2 separate regions of the Canis lupus genome follow, and region 2 is linked to region 1. Evidence: chromatin contacts called from public Hi-C data. All regions are on one chromosome and are shown on one strand. Each heading gives the region's core, a stretch centred on a gene start, on an enhancer-like site or on the middle of the called end of the contact. The rest is flanking DNA. Distances are from core to core; before and after follow the strand shown. Region 1 holds the start of TGIF1 (homeobox protein TGIF1). Region 2 overlaps DLGAP1 (disks large-associated protein 1).

Region 1 (6,711 bases), core at 2,880-5,379:
CCTTACAGGGAGCCTGCTTCTCCCTCTGCCTGTGCCTCTGCCTCTCTCTCTAGGTCTCTCATGAATAAATGAAATCTTAAAAAATAAAAAAAGTAGGGGAGTCAAAGGAAAATAAGCAAGTTAATAGTCAAATAAAAAACAGCAAAATAATGAAAAATTGTGGCTATGTAAGAAATAAAGAAAGGGTTGAGCTAGATCTGTGGTTCTCAACCAGAGGTAATCCCTGCCTCCCCCTGCCGCTATTTCCACCCTCTCTGGAGGACATCTGGCAATGTCTAGGGATGTTTTCATTTGTCACAACTTGCTAGGGAGGGTAATACTGGCAAGTACTGGTTAGCAGCCAAGGATGCTGCTGAACAATGTACAGGACAGCCCCGGCAACAAAGAATTAGCTAGGTCCACACGTTAAGAGGGCCATGGTTGAGAAACCCTGAGCAAGATGATGGCAGTGGGGGGCTGGGGGGCTGGATACCTGAATTCAGGTCAGGCGGTCAGAGACTTCTCTGAGGGGACATTTAGGCCACATTTTGACTGGCGAAAAAGTGTCAGGCTTGGGCCTATTCCCGGTGGAGGAGACCTGAAAACAACAAATAACAATGAAAAATTCCTTACCTTAGTGTGTAGTATACATATGCCCCTGTGGAGAGTGAGGGGGGCAATTAAAGGATCTTTTATGTTTCACAGTGTATGGCTATCTTATTGAATTTTGGAGAACAGCCCCCCCGCCTTTTTTTAATTTAAAAATGGGGAAGGGGAGGAGTACAAAAAGCAGGCAGATTGGAAGACAGACTCTTGTAAAACTATCCGTAGATTTCAGAGAGGAGGGAGATCTTAGAGCACCCCCCACCTGTTTAGGAGGCCCCGGTGCATCATCTGTGGGGAGTCTCCACTCTTCACCACCTTCCACATCCAATGGACCTCTCCCCAAAGAATAACAATGATCACCTGATTTAAAGCCAAATATCTATGTCCAATACTTGGTTTCCTACCTTTTAGTTTTGTTAGATTTGGTCTGTTATTTATCTCGACTTTTAAGCGGGGAAAATAAGCCACCTTACAGCGTGTGTATGAGGTAATTTAAATAACTGTTTCATAAACCGGAAAGCATAATATAGACATATGCTGTTGAGAATAAAAGGAGAAAGGCTGTGCTCACCTAATGATCTTTCTGCTCTGTTCCCTTGAATCCAAACCCCTTCTAGGTAAAGAGCAATGAGGACTGGACTACAGAGGGGAAAAGCCTGGGAAAGGAAGCACAGGCCAGGAGGAAAGTGATTACAAACAAAAGTAGTAGCACCAGTTACATTATTCATGCAACTAAGAGGAGGAGAGTAATCCTGATGGGGTGGATAAAATCTCCACAAGACCATGGTTGCAGCCCAGACCCCTGGAAAGACAATGGCCAGCTTCTCCTCAAGCAGCCCAAGACCTCTGACCTGAGATGGGAAAAGATGATTGTGGAATCCTTGTGCAGGGTTTGGAGCCCGGCAGTCTGCATATTTTATAAAAGTATCTGTTCCCCAGAGACTAGAAGCAAAAGGGATCCAGCGACCTTGTGAGTCATCCTTCTTGCTGGAGGGAAATCATGCTTAATGGTTGTCCAGTAGATGAATGAAATAAATACATTCTCTAATCACTTGAGAGACCTAGTATGTGTGTGTGTGTGTGTGTATATATATATATATATATATATATATATATATATATATATACTGTACGCATCAACACACTTTCTTGGCTTATTTGCCTTTGAGTTCCTTGTTGGGTTTTTGCTTTTGAAAAGGGTTTGCAGGCTCTGAAGAGTAAACTTAACTTACACAACTCTGTCTTTTCTTGGCCTTGAGGCAGCTTCAAAAGATGACACCAAATGGAACTATGTGTGCCTGAAGGGAAAAAATAAATAATGGTGAAAATATTTATCAGCCGCCTTCTCCAGCACCAAGCACCTTCTCGCCTTTACTCCCATATCCTTCCAATTTAACATTCATCTGAATTCAGCAAGTAATAGGTAGCAAAAGCGAATGGGTATCATCATTTCTTTCAGCCCTGGAAAGAAAACTCAAAAGTCACTGGATCAGTTTAATAGGCCCTGCCTGAGACATGAAGGGACTGACAGAGCCAGAACTAAAACTTGTTTTTCCACCTTGAGAAAAGCAAATAAACAACAAAAAAAAAATATCCTAAGCCATTGCTGGTTTTTCGAGCCCACTCTTTTTGGTTGTTTTTCTTCCCAGTGTTATGCAGACTCCAGGCACTTTCTTCCCAGAATGCAACAACAACCCAAAGCTCCAAACAAGTTTGGGACCTGCCTTGGGTGGGGGTGGGGGTGGGGGTGGGGTATCTACTGGAAAGGCCATCACGCTGAACGGTGCCCGTGTTCCTCTTTGGAGCATCTCATCAGATTTAATAACAGCTCGGATAGGTTTCGCTCGCTCGAGCAAAAGGTGAGCCCTGGCCGGATCAAGCCGGCCCTCCAGCCAGGGAGTTTAAGGTTGGACTTCTTTTCCTCCTCGCAATTTGAAAGAAGCTTTTAATTCTCCCCCGCCCCTCCTCCTTCCCCCGTAAAGTTTGTTTTCTAGCTGTAAAGTCGCTTCGACTCTCGGTTTCCATCCCGGTTGCCTGAGAATCGCGGTAATTAGCCAAGTCCTCTTAGACGAAGAAAAAGATACCTTTGTGCACCTAATGAGAGCCACCGCGTGGCCAAGGATAACCACGCAGAAGGAAGCGTTTGGGGGTCGGGCTTAGCCGCCCGGGAGGCGTGCAGGGCCGAGCGGCTCCGAGCGCGGCTTTCGAAGTTAGCAAACAAAGCGTCTCCCCAGTAACCGCCCGGGGCCGGACGGGGCTCCTGCCACTCAGACCTCGGAGTCGCGGCGTCAGCCGGCCCCCGGCTCCTCCTCCCTGCGTCTCTCCTCCCTCCTCCCTCCTCCCAGTTCCCCAACGGATTCGAGCCACCAATCCCAGCAACAAACAACCCTTCAAATGCGAGAACGCCGCGGCCCTGCAACGGGCGGCCCCCCCTCCCCGCCCCACATCTGTCCGGCGCTCGGGCGCAGCAGCTGATTCATCTCCAGCCAGGCCCGGGGAAGGAACTTCGCTCCAGCAAGTTGCAGGGTAGCTTCCCGGCTGGTGGTTTCCCCCAGGACCATGTGGCCCCCTCCTTTGCCCTTTTAGATGTGTGCTCTCTTAGGTGCCGAGCAGTCGGCGAGCCACGGAAGAAGAAAAAATCGTAAGGTTGCAGCCTTCTTAGAATGACGCCTTTTTCCTTGTTTATTCATTTTAAGCCCTGTAATTGGTAAAACCACCCAAGCTTTGTAAACTCTAACCCTAATTCACTCTCGAGGCGGGGGTGTCTTTCTTTTTTTTTTTTTTTTTTTTTTTTTAGGACGGCGAGTGGGTGGGAGGCTGGCTTTAATTTTCGCTGTAATCCTAAAACAGAGGCTCCAAAGTCTAGTTAGTCATCGTTTGGCTGCCTGAGTCCTCCTCGGGTTTAACCTTATTTCCACGGAGCTTTTCCTGCCGGCTTCTCCATCGAGGTTACAAAACAAAAACAGCTCAGAGCCGAAACTGGAGGCAGACTCGGGCGCTGACGTCTCTGCTAGGCTTATTTACGGTTTGGCTCTTTTTTTTTTTTTTTTTTTTAGTGATGGGGAAAGTCTTACAGTGACATGCGACAGTTCGTTTACTTCAAAACAACGAGACACACACGAGAAAACTGGACCTAGTGGGGAGGGCGGGGAGGAGGCAGGCGTTTCTTGAAATCAGCCAAACAGCATCTGGTCCTTTACCAGGGTAATCTCATCAAGGAACTCCTGTTGGAGCCCCAACTCTCAACCAAAATAAACCAACAGGAACATGTGTTTACTCAATGGCCAGTTTCTGTTTGAAATACGCGAGGGGAGAAGGGGTCCCTTAACCAAGTCCTAAAAGTAGACTTTACCGAAACAGTGGAGCAGCCCCCCCGCCCCCCCGCCCCCCCCGTGTGGTCGCCCCTTTCCTTGAGGGCGGCAGCTGCCTGGGTCCGCGGCGACCCGCGGGGGGGGTGCGGGGGGGCTTCGGGCCGAGTGTTTGCAGCGGGGCGGGCGCGCGCCCGGGCAGTCCCCAAGCTGAGACTTTTAAAGAGCATGTGAGCATGACAAGTGTCTGTCCGCAACGTGTTAGATTTTGAAACTGCCTTGCAATCCAGCCCGGAACTCGCAGCTCTAGCCCGGGGTAACAGACACTTGCCTGGGGTGTCTGTGTCTCGCTCTCCTCCCCCCACCCACCGCCGTCGCCGTTGGAGGAAGAGCCCCGGAGGAGCAGGGTGCGCCGCGCCGCGCCCGCGTGTCAATGGCAGCCGCGCATTCTGGAAGAAGTTGGTTCTTGTCCTGAATACTTTTCCTGCGGTGCCCCGCCCCTTGAATCAGAAGCAGCTGTCTTCTCCTGCGGCTAGAGCCGGGACGGTGGAGCTTGGGGCAGCTGTCAAAAAACGAGAGGGGAGCCTTTTCTTCCCTGGGGTGGAGGAGGGGGCAGCCTTTTTCCATCTGTTGCAATTTCCTAACCAAACGCACCCTCGCCAGCCCCAGGAAGAAAGGCCCGAAGGAGAAACCCGGGCGCTCGGCTGCTGTCGCCGCCGCCGAGCGAGGGATGCGGGCGGCGTGCGCGCGGCAAGGAGGAAGGCTCGAGGTTCTGGGCTCCGCCGCCCCCACGAGGGACGGGTGACAGCGGCCCGGGAGGCGCGGAGAGCGGCCGCGCGGCCGGAGCGCTCGGTGCCGTCCTCCCGGCCTGGAAGGGGCGGGGGAGGGGCGGAGGAGCGGCGGGGCGGGAGGGGGACGGGGCGGGCGGCTGGGGGCGGAGGCAGGACCTCCTGTACCTTCCCTCTCCGCCTCTCTCACTCTGACAGCGCCGAGGTACGCCGAGCAGGAGCGGGGAACAAAGGAGAGGGGAGGGGAGCGAGTTGGGCGAGGGAGAGCCCCCAGCCGGCTGCCCGAAGATCCCGGCCGGAGGACGCCCAAGTGTCACTTGAATCCCACCCGAGGAGCGGGCGCCTGGGATCCGAGCGCCTGGATTAGCAATAACGGCTGGAGCGCGTCCTACAAGTTACGGGAGAGTCGGCGGGGAAGGAGGACAATCGCGTGCCCCCTTCGGCCCCGCTCCTGGCCCCTCGAGACCCCAGCATCGCCTCGCGCTGGAAGGGGAGCTCCAGAATGAAGAGCAAGAAAGGTAAGCCTCCGTGGGCTGGGCCGGCCGTGGGCGCGGGTCCCGGGTCCCGGGGAAACGTGCTCGCCGGGCCCCGCCGGGCTTGGGGCGAGAGGGACTTGGGGGACTTTTCAGCCCCGGGGCTCTCGGGCAGGAACCGCGGCCGTTTCTCTTTGTTGGGGCTGCGTCTGCAATGGCAGTTGCCGTTTTCCTCCTAGACACAACACGAGGGGCTGTTGTGGGGAGACGGGCCTCTCCACGCTGCTGGCACGTTGTCAAGAAACACGCTCAGCGCCTTGTTTGTGCGCCTCCAAGTTTCATTGTCTCCGCCGACACCCCCACGCTCCGCGGGGCGGCCGCGTGGCTTCTAGCTGGTCCTCGCGGGCCGAGATGGGGGCCGGGGTCGGCGGGCGGGGGGAGACCCCCACCCCGATTCTCCGGGCCGGGACCCGGGGCGGCCGGGACTGCGGAGCGGAGGCGCCTTTGTCTGAAAGTTGGGCTCCTGGGCCCCCACTCCCTCCCCCGCAGCTGGGCCCGGGCACCCTCCTCACTGGGGATGGGGTGTTTTCACGATCGAAGGAATGCAGCTCGGGCCCCCACACCGCCCTGCGGCGTCGGTGGCCTTGCAAAGTTAAGACTTTTAGAAACTCCCAGCCTCTCAAAGTTTTCCCACGATGGATTTGGGGCGAGATGAAGAGTTAGGACGGAGGGCGAGCCGCTTACCGCGGCGTGGAGTCCGAACGAGTCCAAGTGTGACAAGCAGGCTTGGTTGTAAGTGCACAGAGCGAGCCTGTCATTGTTTCCACGAAGCGTCCTGGACGCGTTACAACTAAAACTTGCCGTCAGTCTGGTTTAAAAACAAAATACACAGAAAGGGAGAAACCGGCAACAAGAAACCCACCCCCACGAAAGGCCAAAAAAAAAAAAAAAAAGAAGTTAACTCCCTTTTGAAGTTAAACTTTTGAGCCCCTGGCTGGGAGGTACCCCGAACGTTCCGTGGCGAGCCAGAGTTGGCTTTTCTGTTGTGATTTATGTGGAGTGGTTCAAAACAGAAGTTAATCGCTCGGGGAAGGCAGCGCGGGGGCGGCGGGGGGGGGGGGGGGGGGAGAGCTGCTGCGCATGCCCAGGAGCGTCCGGAGTTTTTGTAACTCCACATTCTTTCAGACTCCTCCAGCCCGTGCAGTTAGAAGCCCAATGTTGCTAGTGGGGCAGCCTTCTACCCGAGGGGGTCCCTTCGGCCACGTTTTTCCACCTTGGAGTTCTGTTCCCTTTCATTCTGGGCTGGTGGCTTCTCAGGCGGAGCTTCTCAGCCGGTGCCTCCCCAGCGAAAGTAAAATTAAAACGTCAAGAGCTGGGGCGCTCATCGGAGTTGGTGGGAGGGCTCCGAGAGCATGTTGAGGGCTTAGAGGCTCGGCTACGTAACGGGGCTGGGAAGGAACCGAGCGGGGAGCGCCTGCAAGGCCGTGTCCCCTCCGCCGGGGTCTGGATCCGTAGTGGAAGGCGGCCTCCCTCTCCTGGCGCTGCTGACGGCGTTCA
Region 2 (6,711 bases), core at 2,860-5,359, 120 kb after region 1:
TCTGAGCTCAGAGTGGAGTCTGCTTCTCCCTCGCCCTCTACTTCTCCCCTTGCACATGCTAGCCCACACTCTGTCTCTCAAATAAATAAGTGAATAAAATCTTTAAAAAAAAACAACAACAACCTTCTGACTGGTTAAACTATTGTGTCACATACTATAAAGCTACATTGAGGAATTATTTAGCACTTCCTTGTTACTGAATTTTAGAAACTCTTTCAGATACAATGACAAACCCATAAGAAGCATAGATTAAAACCACAAAAGGACAACAAAAGAATTCCAAAATATACATATACATAGAGTTGTACAGTAGTCAAACGACACCTTTTTGATGTAAACAAGTTATCCTAAGACTTGATTAACCACAAAGCAAGCTGTGATTTGATCTGTGTTTAGTAGCTGCGGGCCTTCTACACAGGAGTGATGGTCAAAGTGATCTTGGATTTGTAGAGTTGGATCAGATGGTCTGCTCTGACCCAGCTGAAGACCACCAGAAAGAGAAGGCCCACCTCAACCCGCTGTCTAGTTTCTGTTGAGGGCAAAGGTCTCCTGATTTGGGTGATTTGGTCCAGCCAACAATAATTTAACGAGCCCTCAAAAGAAGATTTTTTTAATCTTCTTTCATCAAATGGGGTTACCAGTGGGGTGCTGGAACTGGCTCTTCTCAGTTTGCCAGGTAATTGTGCAAATCTCTTTCCAAGTCTCTGTTTAGTGACATTTCATCGATAGCTTGAAACTGACCTTGGTGTGAATGTTTACATATGGAAATTGGGAAATACTACCCCTGCCTCAGAGAGCCAGTTGTTAAGCATTTCCAGCACACCTGTACCCATAGAGTGGCACTGTTCAAAGTGTGGTCCACAGACTGGTGCCCATTCACAAAGTATTTGATGAGTGTAGAGTGAAATACACTGAGAAAATTGAGAGTGAACTTTTAGAAACTTTTACAACGATTCTAAAGACTGTTTATTGGTCAAATCTAACAACAAAGAAGACTGGGGCTTGTTTTGGGGTGCCCTATTTTAAACTTTTCCTTTATCTAGTGATTCTTTTATTGCATTTTTTATCAAAATGCCAATCTGCAACAATCAGACACCAAACAAACAAACTAGTCTATCACCAGAGAGAGTTTGAGAAGCACTTACAGGAAACATTTGCAAATCCAGTGGACAGGATGGAGGTAGTGCATGTAGGATTAAGAACATATTAGGGAAGTAACTTGAAACTACAGGCTATTTTAGAAAGCAAAATGATGTGAAGAGGCCAAAGGAAAAAAAGGAAATGGGGAAGGATGTAGGACATAAAGGGACTGCTGCACAAATACAAGATTGTGGTTTTAACATCAGGTAAGCTGCCTATTTCTAAGAGGGTGTGCAGGAGTACAAATGTGATGTCTAGAACAAGGGGAGGATTGTGGTGCTGCATTTCATTCCGGGCTCTTCTCTTTAAGGGGAAATTGCAAAGTGCTCCGAGGAAAGAAAAACCATCTCTTAAGAGGAGTGGATTAAGGAGAGGGGATGTTTGGTTTGCAAGAGAAGGAAGGCGGAAGAATTTCCAATGATTTTGAAGGCTCTTGCCTCAACGTTGGCATGGACTAGTTCTGTATAAGGCCCCGTGGGAAATCACAAAGGTAGGAAGAATAGTTCTCTAGTAGTCAGTTGTCCAAAGGTGGAATATGGGGCCCTTGCTGGGTAGTGATCTTTTGGTCTCTGGACGTGTGAAGCACAGACCAGCTCATCTTTTGGCTGGGCAGTTATTAAGATTGTACCACCATGTGAGAGGAGCCTGCCGTAGGTGACAAGATTTCTTTCAAACTGAAGCTCCTGTGGTTTTATGAATATGAATAAAAGGTAGAAAAAAATTGAGAAGTAGAGACCCATTGAGAGTGATGTGAAAAAGCTGAAGAAGGAAGCCAAGAGAAGCCGTTAGGGAGCATTACCAACAAGGATGTTTGGTAGCAATGACCAATGTTCTGGCATCCTGGGAATGCGTTCTGGCACAGGCGAGGGTAAAGCTGCTAATAAGAGAAATTTGCTGCTGCTGCTTCGCATCAAGGAGGCCCAGGCGTGCCGAACTGGCAACCAACTGGAGGTCAGGCTCCCGGGGGTGGCATGCCACACAGGCGGGGCTCCTCTCCCACCAAGTGCCAGACAAACCAGCCTTCTGGCTTGAGTCCTTCACAGTGAAAGGCACAAACCCAGGTGAAAACAATGATAAGATGGAACATTAGTCCAGACTCTTTTTTATTTTTTAAGCTCTACATCCACCATGAGGCTTGAATTGAATTCACAGTCCCCAGGGATGGCGACTCCTGTGCTTCACCAGCTGAGCCAGCCCGGTGCCCCTTTAGTTCAGGCTCTTGACCTGCCCTGAGGTGAACCAAATCACCAGGGTGAATCCTTGCTCCATAACACACTGTGCTAAGTATTTAATAGACATGATGTCATGACAGAGGAAGCTCTTGCCACCCCCATTTGTTTGATGGTAAGACAGAGAGGCTCAGAGCAGGTAACTGAGGTCTTTATCTTACACAGCTACTAAGTAGTGGAGTCTGCCTAAGTCGGAGGAGGCCTCGTTCCCAGTTCTCTTCCTTCCCCCAAACCGCCTGCAACCAGCTGCCCAACAAAACTTCGATTAAACGCCTTGTCCAGTACAGTCTATCATGCTTCTCGTGAGAAAATGCCCCCTAACGCTCCCCATTGCTGTGCTTGGCACCCTGCCGGAACCTGTCAAAGGCATGGAGACCGAACACATCTGGGGTGGCCAGCGAGGGGTGCACCAGCCGCACGGTTCAAAGCGCTGCGGGATCCCGGGGTGGCTCCGCGGCTGAGTGTCCGCCTTCGGCCCAGGGCGTGACCCTGGAGGCCCGGGATCGAGCCCCCGCATCGGGCTCCCTGCATGGAGCCTGCTTCTCCGTCTGCCTGTGTCTCTGCCTCTCTCTCTCTCTCTCTGTCTCTCATGAATAAATAAAATCTTAAAAAAAAAAGTGTGGGATCCCTGGGTGGCTCAGCGGTTTAGCGCCTGCCTTTGGCCCAAGGTGTGATCCTAGAGCCCCCGGGATCGAGTCCCACGTCGGGCTCCCTGCATGGAGCCTGCTCCTCCCTCTGCCTGTGTCTCTGCCTCTCTCTCTCTCTATCGTGAATAAATAAATAAAATCTTAAAAAAAAAAAAAAGTGTTGCAAGAGTCGGGCTCCGCGCTGGGCGTGCAACCTGCTGAAGATCCCCCCTCCTCCCCAGCCCCTCCAGCCGCTCTGCTGCGCCTGTGCTCCTTCTGGCAAGATGAAAATACTGTCCCCCCCCACCCCCCCAAGGAAAAAAAAAGAGGAGGAACTCCCCAAAACAAAATATAGACATGGAAAAATCGCTCCGTCGTTTCAAAATATTTACAGCTGAGCGTCTCCGGGCCACCCAGAGCGCGGCGCGGGGGAGGCCTGGGTCCCCCGGGGAGGGGGTTGGCCCGGGGCGGGGGGATGGGGGGGCCCGGGAGCGGGTCCCGCTAACCGTCCTGCACGGAAACCGCAGGGCCTCGGGAAGGTTTTCTGGGTCCAAGCAGAGAACAGCGCGCTTGTGTGGACCGAGGGAGGGGCGCGCTCCTGACTCCCCGGTCGTAAGACTTGCCAGCTGGGAGCTGCCGGTGTTCCAGACGCTTCCAACGCCAGACGCGCGCCCCAAGCCTCGGCTTGTCTGGCTGGGAGATCCGCGCCCGATCGCAGGCGGCTCCCGCGGGGGGCAGAGCTCGCCCCGCCGCGCCGCTGCTCCTCAAGCAGCACATTGTTCTCCCCGGGAAGAATGGAAAGGTTTGTTTCGGTCACAGCTCCCCCCTCCCCCCCTCTTCTTTTCTAAGAGGCACCCAAGTTGTTTTAACACGTTGCTACAATCCTTGGGCTTCCCGAGGTGAGGCCGCGGCGCACAGAGCCTGCACTGTCCCGACCTCCCGGGAAGGAGGGCGCGGAGTTAGTCATTAAAAGGGGGGGTGGGTGGGGAGGGGTGGGGAAGAGCCCCAGGCACTTCATGCCTGGAAATGATGTAACAGGCAGCCACTCCTCTGTTAGCACCACGACCGAACAATGCTCGGGCGATGCGCGGCAGCTGCGCTGCAAATGTCAGCGCCAGCCCCGTCCAAAGAGCTTGAAAGGCACCAAGCTGGAGGACTTTGTGCTGTACCTTTCTCGCCCACATTTTCCCCCAAGCACTCCCAGGAACCTGGCAACAGGTAACGTGGCAACCTTTGCTTTAGAAAGTGGCAAGTGGCATGACTTCAGAGGACAAGTGGATTTTTTTTTTTTTTTAAAGCCAACTGCAGCTCCCCTCCCAGCACCTCCATACCCCGCCCCGCCCCCCCCCCATGCCCGGGGCCAAGGAGCTGCGAAAAAGGTAGCGCTGCCGGCAGCCCTGCTCTCGGGTGCCACCTTGTGGCTAAACTCGGAAGAGCACCGAGGTACCTGCAAATCCGCGGCCTAGCTCCAAGGTAAGTCAAGTCAGGCTATGCGGGGGTGGGGGTGGGGGTGGGGGTGGGGTGGGGTGGTGGTGGACGTCTTTGCTAGGCTTTGACTTCCGGAAAGAAACACCGGGAGTGTTAGTCAACATTCAGAATGCCCTGCTTTTAAACTCTCACCGCAACAAGAATTTTACCCTAAAGCAAGAACTGCTGCCGCCCGTTTGGTTAGGTGGATGGCAGCAAGGATTAAGAGCCAAGAAACTGAGCACTCCTGCTGGGTGAGACTTGCATTTTCCATTTTTATCTTTTTTACGTGAGTTGTATGCAGAAACCTTTCTCTGGGGCGGAGGCATTTCTAATTCACATCTCTGGTTTCCAGTTAGTCTACTTGCAAGGATTATTTAGGATTTCCAGACTGCAGGCCCAGCTTCCCAGAAAGCAGGGCTTGCAGTACCAGTTTAGCTCTTTTATCTCCGTGTGGGGCAAACACCCACAGAAATGCCAAGGGCACTGTTTTTAACCAGTCTTCTTTCTCTCAGGTACTCTCCCTTCTGGTGTTTCTTGATTTGGAGGAATGGCTACAGTTGCGAGCTGCTGATAGCTCCAGCCAGTTGTGAGGGCATCCGTTCTTTCTCCCTCTCTGGAAATGTTAACTGGAAACCAAGCAAGAGGTTTAGATCAAAGTAACTGTGCTCTTCAGAAAGTTCCATTAATTAACTAAATTAAAGGAAGTTCAATGATGTTTGGAGGAAAGTCATTTTAGAAGGCCCAGGTCCAAGGGACTTTAGTCTAAAACTTCTAATGTGGACTTTTAATGAAGTTTGGCAGCAAGTTAAATAATATTAGAAATTGAGGGTTACCATATGGAAAACCAGTTGTTGCCTGAAATCAATCATTTCAAAGGAACATCTTGAAGTAGACAGACATTTGGCTAGTATTTGCTTAGACCATTTAATACTAAAGATTAAAAGCCCACGGCTCTGAGTAAGAATCATTTGACCAGTAGCCACGGTGAGTCATAGCCTTCCTTCTTAAGAACTAGGATGTTGAGAACACTGGGCTTACTAATTTGCAAGGCAGGGCCATTGCTTCCAGAAGGGAATGTGATCAGAATTTCACGGCTCATTTTCCTGGTCTTTCCAACAGGTGCTGTTGAGTCATCCATGTACAGAAGTGACTGCCCTGGCAGTTTCATCTGTTAGGATTAAGTTTCCATTTGTTCCATCACTTTATGAAGTGATTTCTACCATTGAGTCAGATATATCACTTCCTCTAGGACTTAGGGATTTTTTTCAATGTTTGTAACTTTGTGTGTGTTTTTCAAAATTTGTCCCAGCCGGTCTGCAGGTTTTCCTGGATTGAATGGATTGTTTACAGGAGGGGAAGATTCAGGGCCCAAGGTCAGGGTTACCGAATTATATAAGGTTTCCTGTTTGGGCAGTTGGTCTACCAACCCCTCAGGTTAGTGCAGACTGGGTCTTGCCAAAGAACAACATGCCTACAAGGCCTGGGGGTAGGGATGGTGCCAGGAGCAGGGAAGGATTTTTTTTTTTTTAAGCTTTTCATCAAGCTTTGATTTCTTGTCAGAGGTCACTTCACAGTGATACTTTCCTATAGTCTCTGTAGGTGATTTTTTTTTTTTTTTTCCTGACTAGGAATTCTGAGAAAGGAATTTAGTTAAGAATGTAAGAACCACCAGGTCAGGCACTGTTGTCCGTTTTTTTTCATGGTGACCACAGTGCTTGAAACACGCATGGCACATGGTAGGACCGTAGTAAAGTACTTGTTACCTGAAGGAATGAACAGGGATGAAAAGGCACTTCCTGGAGAAAAAGGAAAAAAGGACCACTAATCAGGATAGGGAAGTCACTGGGGCGGAAGTGAAATGACTACTCAGCAGCCATTCTGGGTGACCTTGGGTCTTACAGTTGAATCTCCTGTCACCGACGCCCACTTCTCTTTGGCATTGGCTGAGGGCTGGCCGAGTGCAATTGCGACTGGCCAACTTTCACCACGAGCTAGTAGGCAAAAGCCCGACCTAGTATCAGCTGAAAGCAGTTGGTCCTATGGATTATTCACCAAACTTCCTCCATCCTCTGGCTTTACCTATGAACCTCAGCAGATGGCTATGTGAGAGGCCTGTGATGCTGTTTTTACCCCGTGCAGTTTCCTTTCTTTGCCCTCTTATTATCCTGCTATTCTCTGCTTGCACAAGATGGATATCTGCGAGCCCAGAACTTTCTTTACCTCTTGGTCTTATTTCATGAGAATTA

What was found. A called contact is a pair of places that touch in the nucleus more often than the background predicts.
Region 2: a contact with region 1 is called in a Hi-C map of blood, with 3 times the contacts expected there. The contact joins the enhancer-like site here to the promoter of TGIF1 in region 1. A contact is called at or near these places in 3 of 9 Hi-C or Micro-C datasets (amygdala and blood).

Annotation. Positions count from the first base shown.
Region 1 is chr7:70,104,551-70,111,261 of UU_Cfam_GSD_1.0, forward strand. It overlaps TGIF1 (homeobox protein TGIF1), which reads left to right and starts at 4,130. Exons shown (of 4, transcript XM_038543730.1): 1 at 4,130-4,351; 2 at 4,880-5,199. The coding sequence starts at 5,184. LOC111096808 (a long non-coding RNA gene) reads right to left here and starts at 2,857. Exons shown (of 5, transcript XR_005362609.1): 1 at 2,670-2,857; 2 at 1,818-1,883; 3 at 1,157-1,241; 4 at 473-577.
Region 2 is chr7:70,224,957-70,231,667 of UU_Cfam_GSD_1.0, forward strand. All of the region lies in intron 9 of DLGAP1 (disks large-associated protein 1), which reads right to left. Among named protein-coding and RNA genes, the nearest start is that of TGIF1, 120 kb to the left of the region's middle. Within about 2 kb of position 4,110, at least 11 of the 20 cell types and tissues checked have an H3K27ac peak or open chromatin away from gene starts, as enhancers often do. A contact at or near this core is called in blood, where this site is marked.